2 separate regions of the Sus scrofa genome follow, and region 2 is linked to region 1. A link is a contact called in public promoter capture Hi-C data. All regions are on one chromosome and are shown on one strand. Each heading gives the region's core, a stretch centred on a gene start, on an enhancer-like site or on the middle of the called end of the contact. The rest is flanking DNA. Distances are from core to core; before and after follow the strand shown. Region 1 holds the start of CRYAA (alpha-crystallin A chain). Region 2 holds the start of HSF2BP (heat shock factor 2-binding protein).

Region 1 (4,314 bases), core at 1,028-3,527:
TCCGTCTCAAGCTTCCACGTGGCTCTGCCCGGCACTGACCACCTGCCTGGCCCTGCTGGACCCTCTCCACGGAGAAGGCAGCCAGCTGGATGCTTGTGCCCCTTCCTCCCCCTTCCCCAAGCCCAGGGACCCGTGCCGTGTAGGGCTAACCACTGCCCTGCCTGGGTGGGTAGCCTGCACTGAAGCCCCCTCCCCTTCCTCATGCTGAGTGACCTGGGCTTGGATTTAAACTTTCTAAACCCCACTTTCTGGGTCTATGAAGTGAGGCGCTGTTGGGACCTACATGCCTTATAGGACGGCTTCAAAGCACCACGAGGTCGCCAGCAGCATGGCCTGAGGTAGGGGGGGTGCCCTCCACTCCCCGAAGCAGTAATGGTCTGTACCCCAATTTGGCTGATGCCCCCAGGATTACCTGCTGAGGGTGTAGGCTTGCAGAGCAAAGGCTGGCATCTCCAGACTGTTCTGGGCCCTTGACCACCAGCCAGATGCACATAGGAGGGGCTGCAAGGGCAGGGAGGCAGGGTTTGATCCCATGCGCTGTTTATTGGAGAGGGGCTGCCAGGGAGAGGCTCTGGGATTCCCGCTTTTGACACCAATCCCGTCTTGGTTGCGTCAGACGCCGTCCTGCTGAGATACAGGCAGGTGCTCTTTCCCACCTGCAGAGTCTGGGGTGTGGAGGTGCATGTGCCAGGATTCTGAGGGCTTTGAGGATGCACTTACTCCACAAACGGGGGGGGGGGGGAGGGGGGGCGGGGGACGGTGGTCAGAAGCTACCTGGGGACCTGAGGAGGCACAGGGAGAATGAGAAGCATCTCTGGAGACGGGAGGGAGAGCCCTTCTCTGTGCTGCAGGCAGGCAAGGGCTGTAATGTTAGCATAAGGCTCCCCAAGGGCCAAGCTGCTAAAAGACATGAAAGCCTGAAAACCAGGAGTGCCCTGAGTGGGGAAGGTCCCCCCTGGAAGGCATGCAGGGCCATAGCTGGAAGGACCACAGGGATGGGAGCAAGCCGGGCACCAGGCCAGTAAGAGGGACAGGGCACCTGGCTTAAGGTCGGTGGCTCTGTCCATTCCCAGGCCTCCAGGTTTGCAGGGACGGTGTCCAGGAGACCCTAGGATGTGGGGTTTCTCTGTTTACCATACCACACCTGCCTCCAGCTCTGGATGCACCTGGACCCCGCAACAGGGCTCCTCGGTGCCGGAATCAAGGCCATTTTTAGTTTCCGCTCTGCACTTTCTGTCTTTCCCCAGATTTTTTTTTTTTCTCTTTTTAGGGCAATACCAGCAGCATATGGAAGTTCCTAGGCTAGGGGGTGAATCAGAGCTGCAGCTGAGGCCACAGCCAGGCGGGATCCAAGCCACATCTGCAATCTGCACCACAGCTCATGGCAACGCCGGAGTTTTAACCCCCTGAGTGAGGCCAGGGATCGAACCTGCATCCTCGTGGATACAAGTTGGGTTCGTAACCCTCTGAGCTACAACGGGAACTCCCGTCTTTCTCCAGTGTTTTATAAGTGGCATAATTTTTGAAATCAGGAAGAACTAATAGAGGTAATTAATTCTATTTTGAAAACCTAATGCAGGAGTTCCCTTTGTGGCTCAGTGGTAACGAATCCAACTAGGATCCATGAGGTTGCGGGTTCCATCCCTGGCCTCGCTCAGTGGGTTTGGGATCCGGTGTCGCTGTGAGCTGTGGTGTAGCTTGCAGATGCGGCTCGGATCTGGCGTGGCTGTGGCTGTGGTATAGGCTGGCAGCTGTAGCTCTGATTTGACCCCTAGCCTGGGAACTTCCATATGCTGCAGGTGCAGCCCTGAAATGACACACACTCGCACACAAATGCAGCCTCACCGCATAGCCGAGGGCTTTGGGGACCACTTGCTCAGCCTCTATTCCTGTTTTCCCGTCTGTGACACAGGGTTTTGAGCTCCCACTTGCAAGTGGCTGTGGGACCCACGGGACCACATACGCAGACCACAGGCACGGTCCTGGCACACACAGGCCCAGGCCTAGGGACAGGGAGATGAGAGAACCCCCAGAAGCCCCTGGAGGGTGGGGCACAGAGCCCGCGGAGAGACGCCCCTTGGGATGCTGTGCGCCTGGTGCCCAGGCTCTGGGCGGCTCAGCGCCGCAGGCGGGGCTGGAGACGTGGGCACTCAGCCCAGCCGCGTTTCTGCTGACGGGGCGGCCGCCCTCCTGAGCTCACGCTTTCCGGGCAAATCCCCCTAATGCCTCCATTCTTCCCCGGCGTATATAGGGAGGGCCCGGGTCCCAGCTCCCCACCCAGCTGCCCAGAGGCCCCTGCCCAGAGCCCCGCCTGCCCCGGGTCCTGCAGAGCCGACGTCCGCCATGGACATTGCCATCCAGCACCCCTGGTTCAAACGCGCGCTGGGCCCCTTCTACCCCAGCCGGCTGTTCGACCAGTTCTTCGGCGAGGGCCTCTTCGAGTACGACCTGCTGCCCTTCCTGTCGTCCACCATTAGCCCCTACTACCGCCAGTCCCTCTTCCGCACCGTGCTGGACTCCGGCGTCTCCGAGGTAAGGCTTTCCCGCTGCTCCCCCCGGGGCACCCGGGCCGTGGCCCGAGGGGAGCGGGGTCTCTGAGGGCCGGCCTGGAGTGGACGTGACACCGGCTTGTGCCGTGGGGTGGATGGGGATGGCCACAGGGCCACTTTGGCCACTTTCCGCCCTCTTGCCACCTCTTCCCCCCTGGACGTGCAGAGGCCCGGTGGGCTGTCCCCCCAGCAGAGCGCCCCAGCCCCTGGGGGTGGTGGGAGGGGGAGCTGCCTGAGCCCCCCCTGTCCTTTCCTCCCACGAGCCCATGACAGTGTACCCTTGGTGATGCCCCGCTGTGGGCCAGGCACCCCAAGGACAGCCCCTCGGAGGCAGGGCGATGGCGGCTGAGCCTGGCGCTTGGCAGCTGTGCTTCCCCTTCAGCAGGAAGCCTCAGGTGTGCTGCGCTGCCTGAGTCCGGCAGGAGGGTCCTGTTTGAAGCCCCTCCGTGGCCGTGGAGCTGCAGCCAGTGGGCTCTTCCTGAGCTGGCCCGGGAGCCCAAGGCCAGGCCCCACGGGCCAGCAAGCAGGCCCCTGGCCTCCGTCCCCCAGGGTCCAGCCTTTTGGAGGCGCCAGGTCTTACCACTGCCTAAAACACAGAGGCTTGTCCAGAGCTGGTGCAAGGCCCATCACTCCAGGGGCCAAAGGAGGCCAAACGAGTGTCCCGAGCCAGGGCAGGAACAGGAGAGGGGACTGAAAGGGCTTTGTGTGCCAGGAGCTGGCAGCCTGTGTAGGCCCGCGGGCACCGCGCGTCTGGCACAGACGGGGCCCCAGGCTGTTTACAGAGAGGCGAGCGCTGAGGCCAAGGGCAGCGGTCCAGCTCCCGGTGCTCGGTCCTACAGGCCGGCCAAGCACTAACCATAACCAGCTAGCCAACCAACCTATAGCCAGCCCTCCAACCATAAACAGCTCAGGAACCATAACCAGCCAGTCAATCAACCTGTAATGAGCCCTGCAACTACAACCAGCCCCGCAATTCACTACCAGCCATCTAACACAACCAACCAGCCGCTCAACCCCAAACCAGTCCGCCAACCCCTTGCCAACCAGGCCCCGAGGTTCTGGTGGTCAGCTGGGTGGCCACGTGGGCCTGAGTCACGGGTCCCTCTGTCCCGTGGGGACATGGAGGGGGAGGTGAGGGCCCCGACTGCAGCCTCGGCTCTGACAACCGGGGGCGAGCACGTCGCCTCCCCAGTCCGGCCGTTCCGGTCAGCTCTGTAGGGGCCGCGGCCAGTCGCCTCCCAGCCGCAGCCCCGGGAGACCCACGCGGGTGCTTGGTTCCAGGTCCGGTCCGACCGGGACAAGTTTGTCATCTTCCTGGACGTGAAGCACTTCTCCCCCGAGGACCTGACGGTGAAGGTGCAGGAGGACTTCGTGGAGATCCACGGCAAGCACAACGAGCGGCAGGTGAGCGGGCGCCGCCTGGGCCCCGTGCGGGGGGCTGCCCCCCGCCCCCGCCCCCCCCCAGGGGGCCCTGCCGGAGCCCTCCGTGCCCGCAGGCGGTCCCCCGCTCCGTCCAAACCGCCTGAGGGACGAGGTGAGGTTAGGAAGGACCCTGGGGACGTGGGTGCACTCAGAGCTCCCCCCGCACCCCGGGCGGGACCAGCTCCCCGTCCTCTCAGACCGACTGTCTCGAGCGGGGGGCACAGCTGGGTTGGGGGGCCCGCAGCCTCGCAGCCCTTAGGGACCGGGGATCTCCCCAGAGCTCTCCCCGCTGGAGAGGAGCGAGTTGGCCTGGGGCTGAGCTGGGCCCCGAGTGTCAGGAGAA
Region 2 (4,314 bases), core at 1,058-3,557, 340 kb after region 1:
CGGGCAGCGGCCGCGTCCTTCCGGAAAGCCTCGGGCTCCCGGCTGCTGGGAAAGCGCGGCTTCCCCGGAGGAGCCCTCGGCCCCGCAATTCCGCCTCCCGAGTTTAAGCCCCGGCCTCGAATCGGCCTCGAATCGCCAGCCGATTTTTGTGTGTCTTTTTAGGGCCACACCCGCGGCACAGGGAGGTTCCCAGGCGAGGGTCCAGTCAGAGCTGCAGCTGCCGGTCTACACCGCAGCCACGCAGGACCCGAGCTGCGTCTGCGGCCTACAACGCCGGCTCCTTAACCCACTGAGCGCGGCCAGGGACCGACCGCAACCTCGCGGTGATGAGCCGGCTTGGTTTCCGCTGCGCCACGACGGGACCTCCGAGCCACTTTGTCAGGGCGAGCGAGGCCCCATTCCCGAAGGCCAAGGAACACGCCGGCAGCGCTCTCCTAGGCGCCAGCACCAAGCTTCCCAGGAGGAAAGGCCCTTCCCCCTGGGCGCCAAGCCCCGGGCTGACCACCCGGCCCCGCACTCGCAACCCGCCAGGAGACGGGCCGGGAGGCTGGGATCTCCCTGAACGCAGCTCCAGGGCGCGGCCGGAGGGGAGCTCCCGCTGGGGCGGCCGATTCGCCCCGACCCGCGCCCCGCCTGCCCCGCCTGCCTCAGGGCCGTGCGGGGGGGGCCCCCGGGGGGCGGCGCAGGGGCACCGGGGCACGGCCCCCGCCCATCCCGCGGCCCCCGCGCTTCCGGAGGCGGAGCCGCCGCCCCCCACCGCCGGCCCTGGCCACGCTGCCCGCAGACGACGTCCGGGGCCTCCCCGAGCCCCCGAGCAAGGCCCAGGCAGACCCCGCTGAGCGCGGGGGAGCCGAGGGCAAGAGCGCGAACTCGCGGGCGGCGGCCCGCGCCTCGGCACCGACCCGAGCCTCGGCACTGACCCGGCGCGGCTCCTCAGCGCCGCCAGCCTCGCCCATGGCGGCGCGGTCTCGGCTCCGTGCGCCTGCGCGGGCGCGCACGCGCGGACCCCTCACGCCGGCGAGCGCGGGAACGCGTCCACGCCGGGGTCAGGTACGGGGAGCCGCGAGGCTCAGACCTCGTAGAGCTTTCGCTGCATCGCGGTCCCCACGGGCCGGGGGTGTGGAGGCGAGATCCCGCGTGGGCTCGTCCGGCTTTGGCCGAGGTCGTAACTTGTTAACTGCAAAGAAGAACAGGGAGACCCACGTGTCAGTGTCCAGTGAAATCACTCGATTCGGGTCCTTGATGTTTGGCGAGGGGTGTTATTTAGACTAAGGGGCCATGCGTTCACGCGAAGCAGCCGCCGGCGGCCCCTCTCGCGCGCTCAGCTCCAAACTCCATTCGCGAAGGTCGAAGCTTTCTGACAACAGGCTCCGCCGGCGGCGGCGGCGGTGTCTGCCCCAGATAAGGGAGCCTCAGTCCGGCCAGCAGGTTAAGGAACTGAGACGACCCCATGGACTGGGAGACATCGTTTGGTCCATTCACTAGCCCCCATATGCCCACTGAGTTCGTAACATATGGTGCAAGCTCTGGGTTCAAAGGTACCGGTTACGGGAGTTCCCGTGGTGGCTCGGTGGTTAACGAATCTGACTAGGAACCATGAGGTTGCAGGTTCGATCCCTGGCCTCGCCCAGTGGGTTAAGGATCTGGCGTGGCCGTGAGCTGTGGTGTGGGTCCAAGACGCAGCTCGACCCCGAGTTGCCATGACTGTGGTGTAGGCCGGCGGCCATAGCTCCCATTAAACCCCTAGCCGGCGAACCTCCATATGCCGTGGGTGCGACCCTGGAAAAATACAAAAACACCAAAGAAAAAAAAAGGTACCGATTATCGCACAACTAGGACTTCTGTCCAAAGCCGGACACAAGCCGACACTGTCCGAGTGCCCGGAGTACGCGCTCTCCAGGCCCGCGGGTGCACGCACCAGCACACGCACCCAGTCCTCGCCCCGGCTCCGGGCGCCCCTCCAGCGGGCTGCCCGCAACCTCCCGCCAGAACCCCGTTCCCACCGCGGCCCGAGGAGGCCAACGTAAAAACCCGGTGCCGTGTATCTCCCGGGAACAGCTGCGGGTCGGTTGGATGGAGATTTTGTGAAGTGGGCAAGATTCCAGACCACGCAAAACTGGCCCTCCGTCTCTTCCCGGCCTACACCCAGCGCTGGCTAACCTCGCCCTCAACGGCCCGAGCCTTGGCGACCGAGAGGCAGCGGCGGCGGCGGAGAGGCGCGACGCGCACCGGAGGAGCGTCGCTCCGCCGGGGCCCGGCCCGCAGCTCGCGGAACGCTCTGCGAGCGGCGAGCGGCGCCTTTGTGACGTCATCAGCCCGCGCGCCGGCGCCTTCTGCGCAGTCGCGGCACGGCGGCGGGCGCTCGGCGGCGGCGGGCTGCGGCCGGGGATGCTCCAACGGGCGCGATGGCCCCCGCCATGCAGCCGGCCGAGATCCAGTTCGCTCAACGGCTGGCGTCCCACGAGAAGGGCATCCGAGACCGGGCGGTGAAGAAGCTGCGCCAGTACATCAGCGTGAAGACACAGAGGGAGACAGGTGGGCTCCCTGCGGTCCGCCGCGCACATGGCGGCCGGGGTGGGGGAGCGGGGGTGAGGGGAGGGAGCCGCGGTGGGGGGGGGGTCCTGGCGGGAGTGGGGGGCGGGCCCGGGGAGCCGCGGGCGGAGCGGGGAGAGCGTGCGGCACAGCCGTGTGCTTCTCTGTGTCCACTTCCTGCGGGGTCTCCACCGGTTCTCCGGTTGAGCGGCGGCGGCGGAGGGGGTTAGGTGGTCCGCTGAGGGTCCCGGTGAGCCGGAAAGCCGAGAACCGTCCCAGTCTGCCCTCCCAGAGCTTGCACGTGGGATCAGTGCACTCACCTGTTTGATTCTGGTGCGCTCTTCCTTGAGTCACGCCTTCAGTTGACCAGGACGGAGAAGTCCGAATCCCTACCCCCGAGGAATTTATCCCGGGAAATCTGGCGGGGGGGGGGGGGAATAGATAACTGAAACGGAACTCGTGTAAGTGGAGTAAAGGAAATGAAAACCGAGGAACGGGGAAGCTCCTCTCCAAAGACTGTTGCAGGGAGGCCTCTCGGGGTGATGTTCTCCAGATCTGAGCCGGGGCACGAATGAGGAGCTGGAAGAGCGGTAAGTGAGAGAGAGGGAGGGTGTTAGGACGCGAGTTGGGAAAGTAGGCAGTGGCCAGGTCACAGCGGGCTCTTCAGTTTGGGTTTTAACTGCAGCGGGGTGCCATTGAGGAATCGTATTTACCCGGTCCGGTGTAAACCTTTGAAGGCATGGATTACAGTGCGGTGAAGTTTTTTATTGCACTGAGGAAAAGTCCGATTTGCTGCTAGTGTTAATACATTGAGTCTGTTTTAAAGAATGGATGTCTCCCCCTGTGCTGATCGCTCAGTTAGCCTTCTTTTGAAGGCTTCTGGGAAAAAGAAGATAAACTCTCCTGGGAAGTCCTAGGAAGAGGAACGAAGCCAGACTTCCTGACTTCAAATCTGTTAGGGTCTTCCTGACAGACTTGATTTCCTCTTATTCCATAAATGTTGTGTGTTCCTAAACCGAACTTTCTAACCCAGACCTTTGCTGCTTGCAGCTCAGATATGCCCTTCCCACCTGGCACCTCCACCTGGATGTCCTCAGGCTTCAGAATGCCCCACAGAGGCTCATCTTCTTCTGCTCTTTTATTTTGGGCACTAGTTCCCATCCTCCACTCAGACTCCAGTTGGACGCAGGGTATATGGTCCTGGACGCCTCTTCCTCTTTTTGTCCCCCAGCCCTGCATCTAGTGTCCTTTGGTCGCATCTCCTAAATTTCTCTGCCCTTACTGAAGGCTCCTCCATCTCATCGAGGCTTTGACACGCTTACCTCCTAACTGATCTAACACCTGCATGTGTGCCCCCTTAAACCCACGCTCCATGAAACAGCCTGGCGCATCTTCCTGAAACAACTGTATCACCACCTTCCTGAAGTTCTGGCCTTGCTGGTGGTGACATGTCCTCCTCTGTCCCCCACCTCAGCCCCTGTGCGGCTGCTTCACACTGGGTCCTGGGCTACCGTACACCATTCCTCCACACTCTCCCACTTTCGCCTCTGTTCACTCTGAAAAGCTCCCCCGCCCACTTGATCCACTCACAGCAGTCAGTCCAGTATCGCTTTTCTGAAATGCCTTCCCTGTCCTCTCCCCCCACTTCTCTACAAGTCTGAAGTGTCTGATATGTCCCCATTGTGGCACTTAGCTTATCTGCTGATGTGTCGTTCTTCCCCCAAAATGCCGTAAGCCTCTGTCTGCTTCCTTAGCTGGAAGCGGGAGCACATCCCGAGGTCC

Evidence for each region. Promoter capture Hi-C pulls out the DNA fragments that hold promoters and counts their contacts.
Region 2: a promoter capture Hi-C map of fetal skeletal muscle shows a contact between it and region 1, with 7 times the contacts expected there. The contact joins the promoter of HSF2BP here to the promoter of CRYAA in region 1. A contact is called at or near these places in 2 of 5 promoter capture datasets (fetal skeletal muscle and liver) and 1 of 2 datasets of contacts at active chromatin or transcription factors (skeletal muscle).

The regions. Positions count from the first base shown.
Region 1 is chr13:206,291,600-206,295,913 of Sscrofa11.1, forward strand. It overlaps CRYAA (alpha-crystallin A chain), which reads left to right and starts at 2,278. Exons shown (of 3, transcript XM_021069290.1): 1 at 2,278-2,532; 2 at 3,831-3,953. The coding sequence starts at 2,344.
Region 2 is chr13:206,626,844-206,631,157 of Sscrofa11.1, forward strand. HSF2BP (heat shock factor 2-binding protein) reads right to left here and starts at 2,308. Exons shown (of 9, transcript XM_021071073.1): 1 at 2,161-2,308; 2 at 921-1,177. The coding sequence starts at 956. It overlaps RRP1B (ribosomal RNA processing protein 1 homolog B), which reads left to right and starts at 2,333. Exons shown (of 15, transcript XM_021071070.1): 1 at 2,333-2,535. The coding sequence starts at 2,406.